Regions from separate parts of the Pan troglodytes genome. Here region 2 is linked to region 1. Evidence: chromatin contacts called from public Hi-C data. All regions are on one chromosome and are shown on one strand. The core of a region is the stretch at or near the end of the contact, and the rest is flanking DNA. Distances in the headings are between cores, read along the strand shown. Region 1 holds the start of LOC104003965 (translation initiation factor IF-2). Region 2 has its middle 41 kb from the start of ACSL4.

What was found. Hi-C and Micro-C count contacts between places; a contact is called where the count stands out from the background.
Region 2: a contact with region 1 is called in a Hi-C map of a lymphoblastoid cell line, with 2.4 times the contacts expected there. The contact joins the enhancer-like site here to the promoter of LOC104003965 in region 1. A contact is called at or near these places in 2 of 7 Hi-C or Micro-C datasets (blood and a lymphoblastoid cell line).

The regions. Positions count from the first base shown.
Region 1 is chrX:107,226,163-107,231,808 of NHGRI_mPanTro3-v2.0_pri, forward strand. It overlaps LOC104003965 (translation initiation factor IF-2), which reads left to right and starts at 2,303. Exons shown (of 1, transcript XM_054676677.2): 1 at 2,303-4,756. The coding sequence starts at 2,817. The coding sequence ends at 3,386. It overlaps ACSL4 (acyl-CoA synthetase long chain family member 4), which reads right to left and starts at 3,171. Exons shown (of 16, transcript XM_054676676.2): 1 at 2,938-3,171.
Region 2 is chrX:107,267,954-107,273,278 of NHGRI_mPanTro3-v2.0_pri, forward strand. No RefSeq gene overlaps it. Among named protein-coding and RNA genes, the nearest start is that of ACSL4, 41 kb to the left of the region's middle. Within about 2 kb of position 2,463, at least 2 of the 24 cell types and tissues checked have an H3K27ac peak or open chromatin away from gene starts, as enhancers often do. A contact at or near this core is called in a lymphoblastoid cell line, where this site is marked.

The DNA of each region.
Region 1 (5,646 bases), core at 1,053-3,552:
AAATTAGATAAAGCGTATTATTTCTTACAACTATATGTGAATCTACAACTATCTCAAAATAAAAAGTTAAAAGGGAAAGAAAGAGTATATAAGACCAGCCAATGGTAGAAGTGGAAAAACAAAGCTTTTATTTTTGCTAAAGGCTCAGCAATTGAAAGGATGGAGAAAAAGGTAATGTCAAAGAGTCTACAGGCTACAATTAATAGAATCATCTCTTCCTCCCCTATGGAAACTTAACTTCTCCAGAATTTTGTTTGTCCTTGATTTCACTGTTGTTGTTTTTAACAAAAATAAACTGGATGTACATCTGTCTCTCCACATGCCCCCCAACCATCTCCATCAGCCCAAAGTATAAACTCATAGAGTAGGGTTTGTCTTAACCATCATGTCCTGAGGGCCTGACATACGTGACAGATAAAGGAAGAAGATAGTTGAATGAATTAATAAATGAATGAGATGCCCACATATTATTTTAAAGTTCCTAGCCAATTACAGTTGTAAGGCAGTATGTGAGTGCGGTGGCGTGATCTCGGCTCACTGCAAGCTCCGCCTTCCGGGTTCACGCCATTCTTCTGCCTCAGCCTCCCAAGTAGCTGGGACTACAGTCACCCAACACCACGCCTGGCTAATTTTTTGTATTTTTAGTAGAGACGGGGTTCCACCGTGTTAGCCAGGATGGTCTCGATCTCCTGACCTCATGATCCGCCGGCCTCGGCCTCCCAAAGTGCTAGGATTACAGGCGTGAGCCACCACACCCAGCCATTCCCTTATAAATTTCTAAAAGCCATGGACATTTAAAAAATAGTGCGGTATAACACACATTTCACTTGCAAGCAGAAATTAACATAATACCCAACATTTGTAAAATGGTTCTGAGTTTATAGATTTTCACATATAATTATTTATTTAATCAGGATTAAGGACTAAGTATACCTAAATTGAAACCACTATACACAAACCTTTGAGAAAAACATTCTAGTCAACTGGTATAACAGGATTTATGACAGCCTTAACGCAAATTGCATTATATGTGTGTGTGTATACCTATATATACACGTGTGTATATATATATTTGTCATATATATTCATTATAAGAATATATCATTCAAATTGGGGGACTTGTGGATCATTTCAACAACCATAAAGACACTTATTTTACAGATGCAAAAACTAAGAGAGGTGAAGTGACTTGTTCAAGGTTAAATATATATCTAGAGTTGGGTCTAGAACCTGAGCCTCTCCAGAGTTCCAATTCATTTCTCTTGTCTGAATTGAACAAGACTCTTCTTTCTTCACCCATCTCACCCCTACCAAAAATACTGAAAGAAATATCTTAATCTAAATCACTTGTGTTTTTAAATAGGGGGTTTTCCAAAAAAAAAAAAAAAAACCCACAAAATTGAATTTACTCAAGCTTTCAATTGCTGTATTACACCTTCCATGGATTTTTAGTTGTCAAATTATTTCTTATAGCAGGACAATAAGGTACTTTATTCTAAGGTACAAGTATACTGACAGTTTAATGTTTCATCCCCCACCTAAATGGCAGAGAGTGTTAATTCTAACAGGAGTCTTACATGTCTTACACTTTAGCAGTTTCAATCAAAAGATGAGCTATTTTACAATTTAAGGAAGAGGCCTTACACTGTTAAAATCTTGACCGATATGCTCAATGGCAGTACCATCATTGAATCTCCACCTGCTGCCTTACGTATCAAGAACATTTAAAAGTCTTTCTTGTTAGAGACAAAATAAAAGAAAAACTAAGGTGACAAGCGACTATGAGAAATAAGGCTTTAATCAGGTTAAATTTGCATTATGCAGCCTGCATGAATTTAGAGGTCCTAGAATCAAAACACTAGAAGGAACCTTTGATATGCTCTAGTTCAACAGACTGATTTTTGCAGAAGAGGAAACTGAAGCATTGATGAGACCATTAACTGATAAAGCAAACCGCTTACTTTTTCAAAGGGATTCATTTCAATGCCATTTTACCCTTATTTTGCATCTCACTGTTGTTTCTCAGAGCGACGATTGACCTTTTTTTTAGGTGAAAAGAGCGAATAGAGCAAATTAATTTCAAGAGGGTGAAAAATGCCTTTGAAGGAGGAGATGCTGGAGTGAAGAGGAGAAATGACGTCTTATTTAAAATATGTAACCCCTTGATGGGGTTAGACAATGAATCATATTCCCCTAGATTTTTCTATGTCTATAGACATCAGCCACAGTTCTTTCGGGCACTCAAACGAGAGGAAGAGGAAGTGAATAAAGCTCATACTAAATATATAGCACCCACTGAAGGCAGGGATGTAGACAGAAAGAACGGGGGTGGGGGAAGGAAGGAAAGCACGCTTCGCCAGGATCCAGCTGTTTTCTAACAAACCTAAGCCTACGGAAGCTAGGAAGATATCGGAAGCAAGGAAGATATCGGAAGCGACGGCATCCCTCAAATTCGAGAGGGCGGATGCCTCTACGGCTAGAGAGGCTCCCTAGCCCTCAGTTACAGAGCGACTGGGAGGGGACAAAATGGAGTTGAGGTTTAGGGGCACCCTAAAGGTCGTTTGGAGGTCTAGCAAGCACTTCATGGTCTCCTCCGGAAAGGGCCGTGGCAAAGCCTAGTACCCCGATCAGGAAGATGACTTCTGGCCCTCGGGATGCGGTGAGCGGCAGGAAGAGGCAGGCTGGGGTTCCGAGGACCCCAGAGTCCATCACAGGAGCAGATACAGTGACCTCGGGAATCTTACCGGCCCCAGCGGAGGCGAGCGGATAGATAGCCCTGGCTCAAGGAAAAAAGCGAGCCGACTCCAGGAGCTGGAATGCCCACCCAACCTCCTCCCGGCTCAGGTGAGGTACGCCAGTCCCCCTCTGGAAATGGGGCCCTGGTACCGACAGGGCAGGGGTGCCGCGGCCGCAACCTCCCTATCCAGGGATACTCACCGGAGGGGCGGCCCACCGCGTCTTCGCAGCCGGCCGGCGCCTGGCACTCGGGAAGCTCGCAAAAAGGAACCGCGTGCCCGCTAGCGCTGGGACGAGGAGGAGCGCGCGGCGGAGGCCAGAGAAAAAGCCGCAGCGGCGCGCGCGCACCCGGACAGCCGGCAGAGGCGGGACTCAGCGCGAGCCCGGAAAAGACGCGCCCGGAGGGGCGGGCGGAGCGGGGGCGCGCGGTGGTGTGGCAGAGCCAGCCGAATCGCTGGCTGCAGACGGCTCGGCCCACCCACGCGCCCGCCCCCGCTCGCCCGGGACGTCAGTCGAAAAGGCGGAGCCGAACGGGCTTCCCGGGGCGCGGGAGGGGCGCTGCGAGGAAGGCGAGGCGGCTAACGGCTCGCCTCAAGTTGTTGCTCCCGCTGGCGATCCGCTTCTGTCAGGCTCGCTGCTGGTGTCGTTGAGTGTGTTTCGGGATGTCCTTGCGCCTAACAGCAGTGAGGCGCAGAATTGGCCCACGCCCTCACCTGCGGCTTGCTTCGCAGGACTCCACCCTAGGATAAAAGTTCCCCTCGGGTCATCTTCCAGCTGCCCTCAAAAGACACTCATTTTTGGGTTTCACTGCTCCTGGTTTAGAGAGCTATCTTAAACACTTTGACTAAAAGCATCTTGCTCCTGTAAGCCTGAACTAATGCCTCTCATCCATTTATCTTGCCTCTTACTGCGTTAAGATCCCCGCTCACTCCCACTGATGAAATATCACAAGGACGCAGGATTTTCACGTTGTCTTTCATTTCCACGATGGTATCATGGCAAAAAAAACCCCAACTGATAAGGAAAAGTCACCGCAGCTTTGTGACATCTTACTAGCCCTGATCATTGCTTATAAGCCGGTCATACGAATGCTGTTCCAACAGATGCAAGAAATTGCTATTAAAATTAAAATGCCAGCGAACTATCTGAGGGCTTCAAAAGGGACAGACCATAATTGCAAATGAGGCCTGATAAACTGCCAAGAATATATCACCCAAAAAAATAAATCTCAAGAATTCTTCCAGTTCCCTGATGCGTAATGGTGAACTAGCTTCCTGTTCCTGATGGTAATTGACATTTCACTTCACTTGCTGATTTCCATTTTCCCATAGAATTACCATTTGTGCTTGTGTGTGTGTATATATATATGTATATATAAAATGCCTTACCACCTGAGATTACAAGCTAGAGTAGTTCTTCAGTGTGCATCACAATTATCTGGGGTGCTTGTTGAAATGTAGGTACCTGGAGCTACAACCCCCAGGTATTTTGATTCTGATCTGGGTAGGGATAAGAAATTTGAATTTTTAATAAGCAGCCCAGGTGACACTAAAAGTGGTTAGCTGAGAGCACAGAGCTATAGTTTTTGTGTTACTACTCTAAAGCCATATTACCAATTCAATTTCCAAGAAACCCACCCACTTACATATAATATACCTATAAATATTGCTAAGACAGTCATGTAGCTTCCTTTTTCAAGATTGACCTACAAAGTTCAGTACTTCAAACAACGAGTTTAATTGTCATGTTTATTTTATGAAATCTTGTTTTAATACCAGAAATAAGCAATCATATGTCAGGTATGTAATTCACTGGGTAACTATGATGTACAGAGCACTATCACCTACAGTTGGGTTAACACAAATGAAATTGAAGAAATGAATATCGCTGTTCTCAATAAAGTTAGTGTCTAGTTGTGGAATTAAAATATAGATATAATACAAACCCAGTGTAGCACATAAATCAGTGTGCTGGATGAAGATGAAAAAGAACTTGTAATTAAAGAGTACTTTTGCCAGTTTCCTTTATTGTCAGTCTCTTAGCCCAGACATTTTCAATTAGGTAATTTCCTCTGAACAGAGTCTTCAGCTTACTGAAGTTCCTCCAGCTCTACAAGATATAAAGGAAAGAAATCACTATAGCCTGAAACTATCCGTTTTTTGGTATACAAATGTGTGTATGATATACATATAGATATGTTTATCAGACCAAGAAACTACTTGGATTTTCAAGATCTCTTATTACTTAAGCTATTCATTAGTGTGTACAGTTCTGGCTGTCTTCATCACCTACCACATCTCACCTTCTTCCACATTTAACTGCACCCAAGTTGAAGAGGAAAGAAGAACTATACCTCCAAAAAGGAAACCAAGTATAACCACGCTATTTCCAGCTTTCCTTTTTCGGAGTCAAAACAAACCTTGCTTAATTTCTTGTCATCAGAAACCTTCCAGAAATTACTGCCCAGGAGCAAAATATTTCCCAAGCAGCTGTCTGACATTTTAAAGAGAACATTTGCAACGTTGTTTATTAGTTAGGAAGATAGGGTATTATTATCCCTATTTCACAGATGAAGAAATAGATGCAGGTTAAGTGTCTTGTCCAGTCACACAACTAAGTAGTAACAGAGCCTGAATTTCCTACTACACTGCTTATGACTCCTAGACCAGGGTGCTTGCCGCTACATCAAGCTGCCTCTGTAATGAGTCCTACCCAGAACTACCAACCCAATTAGAAATGGAGTAGATAAACGTATGGAAATGGAAGAGTTAGGAAAATGTACAATGCAATTGACAGATTCAAAATACAATGTAATAAGTACTAAAAGCATGATAATTAGTCTGTTAGAAGCTAAACAGAATTTAAAGGACAACTCTGTTAACAGGCACTGATATTTAGGCCTTGCCTGTT
Region 2 (5,325 bases), core at 1,213-3,712, 42 kb after region 1:
AGTGTACTATGTGCTGAGCACTGTGGTAAGCACTAGGAATACCATGGTGAGTTCTTGCTCTCAAGGAACTCGCAATTTAGTGACAGATGATAATCAAATAATCAGGAACTGGGATGCTAGTCTCTGAGGTCAGCTGCTCCTTGGCATACCCTTGGAAGGTCAGCCCTTCTGAAGGAAGGTTGACTGTCCGAAGTCAAGAAGCCCTCAGTGGTAGGCAGGCTGGAGGGGCAGCAAGGAGTCCTCATAACAGAGGAACCCCATTGCTCTGTTCTTTAGATGTTTCCAGAGAGTAAGCCCAAAGCTACGTAGAAAGAAGGGCTTCAAGCTGAGCATTGTGGTTCATGCCTGTAATTCCAGTGATTTGGGAGGCTAAGGCGGGAGGATCATTTGAGGCCCGGAGTTTGAGACCTGCCTGAGCAACATAAGGAGACCTCTACAAAAAAAAAAAAAAAAAAAAAAAAAAGGGCGGGGTGTGGTGGTGTGCACCTGTGGTTCCAGCTACTCAGGAGGCTGAGGTAGGAGGATCACTTGAGTCCAGGAGTAAGAGGCTGCAGTGAGCCATGTCTCAGTGAGCCATGCTTGCACCACTGCATTCCAGTGTGAGCAACAGAGCAAGACCCTGACTATATAAAATAGGAGGCAGGGGTGGGGGTGGGAGGTGGTTGCTAAGGAATCAGTGTTGTGGCCCCTGACAAGGAAGAGGGCTAGGGCACTTTCCATGCAGGCTGCCACTCCCTGGTGTTGATCAATAAATATTTTTTTCATGAAAAAACATAATCAAGTAATCACACTCAAAAATGTAAAAAGCAACTGTGACAAGTGCTCCAAGGGCATAGCACACAGTGCTATACTTTATAACAGCTGGATTGACCTAGTGAGGGGGACCAAAGAAGGCTACCCTGAAGAGATTGCTCAAAATGTGATCTGAAGCATGAATAAATGTTAGGTGAGAAAAAAAGGAGAAAGGGTTCCATCTGAAAATAAAGAAAACTCAAAATATGCAAAGTCCCCATATCAGGAGGAAGCATGGTGACATGAATAACTTAGAGATAAATGTAGCTGTGGTGTGGACAGTAATGGGGTTTCAGGTGACGTTGGAAACTAAACATGTGCCAGATCACACAGGGCCTTGTAGGCCACATTAAGGAGTTTTGTGTTTTACTGTAAGGGTGGTGGGAAGCCATAAAGGTTTTAAGTATGAGGATGATAAAGCATTCCTTACAAAAAGACCATTCTGACTATAATCAGAATAGATTGGAGGGGAGCCAGAGTAGATATGTGTAGATATTAGGAAATGCTGCAGTACTCCAGGTGAGAGGTGATGGTACAATAGTGATAATGGAGACAGAAAGAAGTGGATAGATTCTGAATTTTGTTAGAAAGTAGAATAAGCAGAATTTGGCAAAAACACAAGTGTCAAGTTGAGGGGAGGGACAGGAGGTATCAAAAGACTCCTCCTGAGCGCAACGAGATAGAATGGTAAGGCAAGCCACTAAGATAAGGAAGGCTGGAAGAGTACCAGGTTTGGGGAGTGAGATCAGTTTGAGGGGGCTTTAAGACATCCTACAGGAGAGATCAAGTAGGCGGTTGGATATACAGTCCTAAAGGTCAGAGGAGCAGTCCGAGATGGAAATATAGATTGGGCTCATCTGTATGTCAGTGGTAGTTAAGCTGTGGTTATGGGTGAGCTTGCCAGGGAGACAGTATAGAGTGAGATGGGAGAGAACTGAGGACTGGGCCTTAGGAAAAGCCACCATTTGTCATGGGAAAGAAGTTGCAACAATACATGGGTTATTTCTCTACTTCTGGAATTCAGAAACCCTGAATTTTTCTTTTGTTTTTTGGCTTGGCCACTCAATTATTTGGCACCATCCCCAAAAACAACTCTCCTCTGTTTAAATCAGCATTCCAGTTGTGGAAGGGAACTGTGTCATTTTTGAGGAGTACTTTAGCTTTTTACCAAATATCATTAGGAAGATGATCATAAATATACTGTAAATTGAGCATACGGCAACAAAGGTTTAACTTGTTAGAATATTGAGCAAAACAAGTAGGACTCACAGTGACTGCTGTACCCTTCTAGAGTGGTGGGAAGAGGGATGGCCCCTCGACTATTATGGTCTTCAAGATGGTTGTGGTCCTACATGCTTAGCTATTCTCTAAGAATACAGCTATGCTTTCTAAGTATAAAGGCTGTTCTGGAAGAAAGAGCGAGAAAGGAAAAGAAAAAAGCAAGGGCTTCCCCTCCACCTTTGTTCGCTTCATTCTGTAGTGCATACTTTTATGCCCTTGGGAAGTGGAAGGGAGGAATGAGCTAATAATTTGGTTGATTCAACCTTCTGACCTCTGAGTCAAAAAATTACCCAATAGTCCTTTTAGCAGGCGATGAGGGGGTAATGCATTCAGAGTCAGGAGTCTGTGCCTCTGATAATGATTCATATGCTGAGTGACCTTCGGGTAAGCCATGCAAACTCCCTCCGTTTCAATATCAGTAATACCAACTGTCCCCGCTATCTCTTGGGGTTGTTATGAGAGTGTGATGAGATCATAGATCTGAAAGCATTTTTTAAATGTCAGACATTATCATACCAAAAAGGAAGCCGTCCACCAAGAGCTGGTCTGTCTTGATATAACTTTGTTACACAATTGATGTATTAATTCCTGTTCTATTTTTCTAGCTAGCTGCTTCTACCACTACAAAGTTAGTATCAAAATGTCTAAATAAGCAGTTGTATTAATCAATGTTCCAGTTTACAAATGGAAACTCTGCAACAAAAAATGTAAAAACCTAGATTACTTTTTATCATAATGTGAATTCAAAGGTCTTGACTTAGCCCACTGGGCCCTACATTATCTAGTTCCCAACTATGTTTTTGACCTCATCCTTGACTTTCCCTCATTCTGCTTTAGCCTTTTTGGACTTCTCGCTGTTCCTTGAATAACCCAAGCACTGTCTTATACAAAGGCCTTTGTATTGCTGCTATTCACTCAGAATGCGATCAATCCCTCCTGACATCCTTCATTTCATTTCAGTCTCAACGGCCTAAGATATGATGCAGAGGCCTTCTCTAACTACCCTATTTAACTACCCTAAATACTCCTATCTAAAGTAGCACATACCCCTAACACTTGTCACCCATGTGTCTGTTTCCCTCCTCTTAGGTTTGCTTTATTATTTTGCATAGCACTAATCACCACCTGACACCCAATATTTGTTTTTCAGTTTTCCTCCCAATAAGAGTGTAAGTTTTATAAGAACAGGATATTTTTGTTTAGTTTGTTCCTCTGCTGTATACTTAGCACTTATAATATAGGCTGGCACATAGTAGGCACATGATAAATAGCTGCTGAATAAAAGAACAAAGGAACATAAGTATACTACTGAACTAGCCAGAGCTCATAAGAAAAATGAAAAAAAATAGAAAGAAAAAAATAGAGCTAAGCAATTGTTGTGGGTGTAGTTGTGATAGAACTGTTCTGATGAAGTCTGTTAAATCACATCAGAAAACTGAATAAAATAGGTCAGATTTTGCAGTCACATTTCATTTCATGAAATGTATTATTCTTTTTAAACTCTATGGAGTATAACTTATTGATTTATTTCTATAGTTAATTAATTACTGCCTGCTTCTATCTTCTTTTGTTTACAAGGAATAAATAGTTAAAATATTCAGATATTTCTACTACTTCTTCCAGGCTCAGAGGGAGCCAGATCCCTAAGTACTATAACCAATACCTGGAACTATGTCCTCATTCATTGGCAATGACCTAGGATGAGACAAAACTCCTAGTAGAGATGTCTTTGTCTTCATCCTCTTCCTCCTTGACATCATCACACTTTTAACAACAAAAAAGACATTTGTTGATTGATTTTTTGTGTGTGTATCTGGCACTCTGGCAAGCATTGAGATTTTAATAACCTTTCTATATCTTACCCCCAACCGCAAAACTTTAAGTGGTCTCACTTGGAAACAATGGCACATAAACTGTCTTTGTATTTAGAAATCAGAAATAAGATGGCACTTTTGAAGTAAAGGCTTCATGCAAACAGGATAGTGGAATGGTTAAGAGCATAGGTCTTGTCTGGAGTCAGAGGTCAGAGCGCTCAAATCAAATTCCTGCTCAGGAACTTCCACAAGCTGTGTGACACTGGCATGCTGTACAACCTCTCTGTTCCTTACTGTCTTCATGTGTAAAGCAATAATAATAAATGTATACCACAGAGGAGTTTTGAGGAATAAACGAGGTAATTCATGTAAGGTGCTTAGAACTGAACCTGGTAAATTGAAAATGCTCAATAAGTGTTAGCTATTATTGCACAAGGGACTCAAAGTTTGCAGAATCTAAAAAAGGCAACTCTGGCTGCAAATCAAAGAACATCTTCTTTTGTGAAAAAGGTGGAAAGACTAACAGTTACTCAATATCATTTGTGTCAAGCCCTCATACACAGTGATCATTTTAAGTTTATAACTAGGAAGTCCAGAAACATACTGGAAACACAGATACAAGGCTTTCAAAAAACCCATACATTTTCGTAAATCAGGAGTTGGCAAACTTTTTCTATAAAAGACCCCATGGGAGATATTTTAGACTTTACAGACCAGACAATGTCTGTTGTGACTACTCAACTCTGCTGCCATGGGGCAAAAACACTCATCAGCAATGTGTAAATGAATGGGCATAGCTAATAAAACTTTATTTACAAAAACAGGCAGTGGGCTGGCCCGTGGGTCATTATTTGCCCACCTCTGCTCCAAATAATGATCCTAGTCTATCAGGGTTCTAAAGGCCACTTACGCTGAGTAACCACAGAAAGCAAATACATTAGGGAGGAGAATATAAGGAATGAGGATAATTCAATAAATGTAAGAATAAACAATGGGTCATTTAATACCTTTCCTCTCCTATCCCAAATAGTATTAGATGCCTTAGATGACAAGGGAACGGTGAACTTCGTTTATTCTCTCCTTCACTTAACACATAATTGTGAAGCACTTATGCCCCAGGCATTGTGCTGTGATCTATGATGCAGAGTGAAAACAGATCTAGTCCCTGCCATCACGTAACTTACAATCTAATCAGATAGGGATAGGGATAAACATCAGCCAAATAATCACACGAACAAACTTAAACCTGTACCTATGCTAGATCCTACGAAAGCTTATAAGAGGAGGATGGCTCTAGTTATGGAGCTCATGGTTGTCTTCCCTGAGAAACGTGAACCTAAAACTTGACCTGAGATCTGACAAGTGAGTTGCTTTATTAGGCAATAGAATAACTATTCGGAGCAAAGGGAACAGCATACGTTCTTTTAGAATAGAAAGG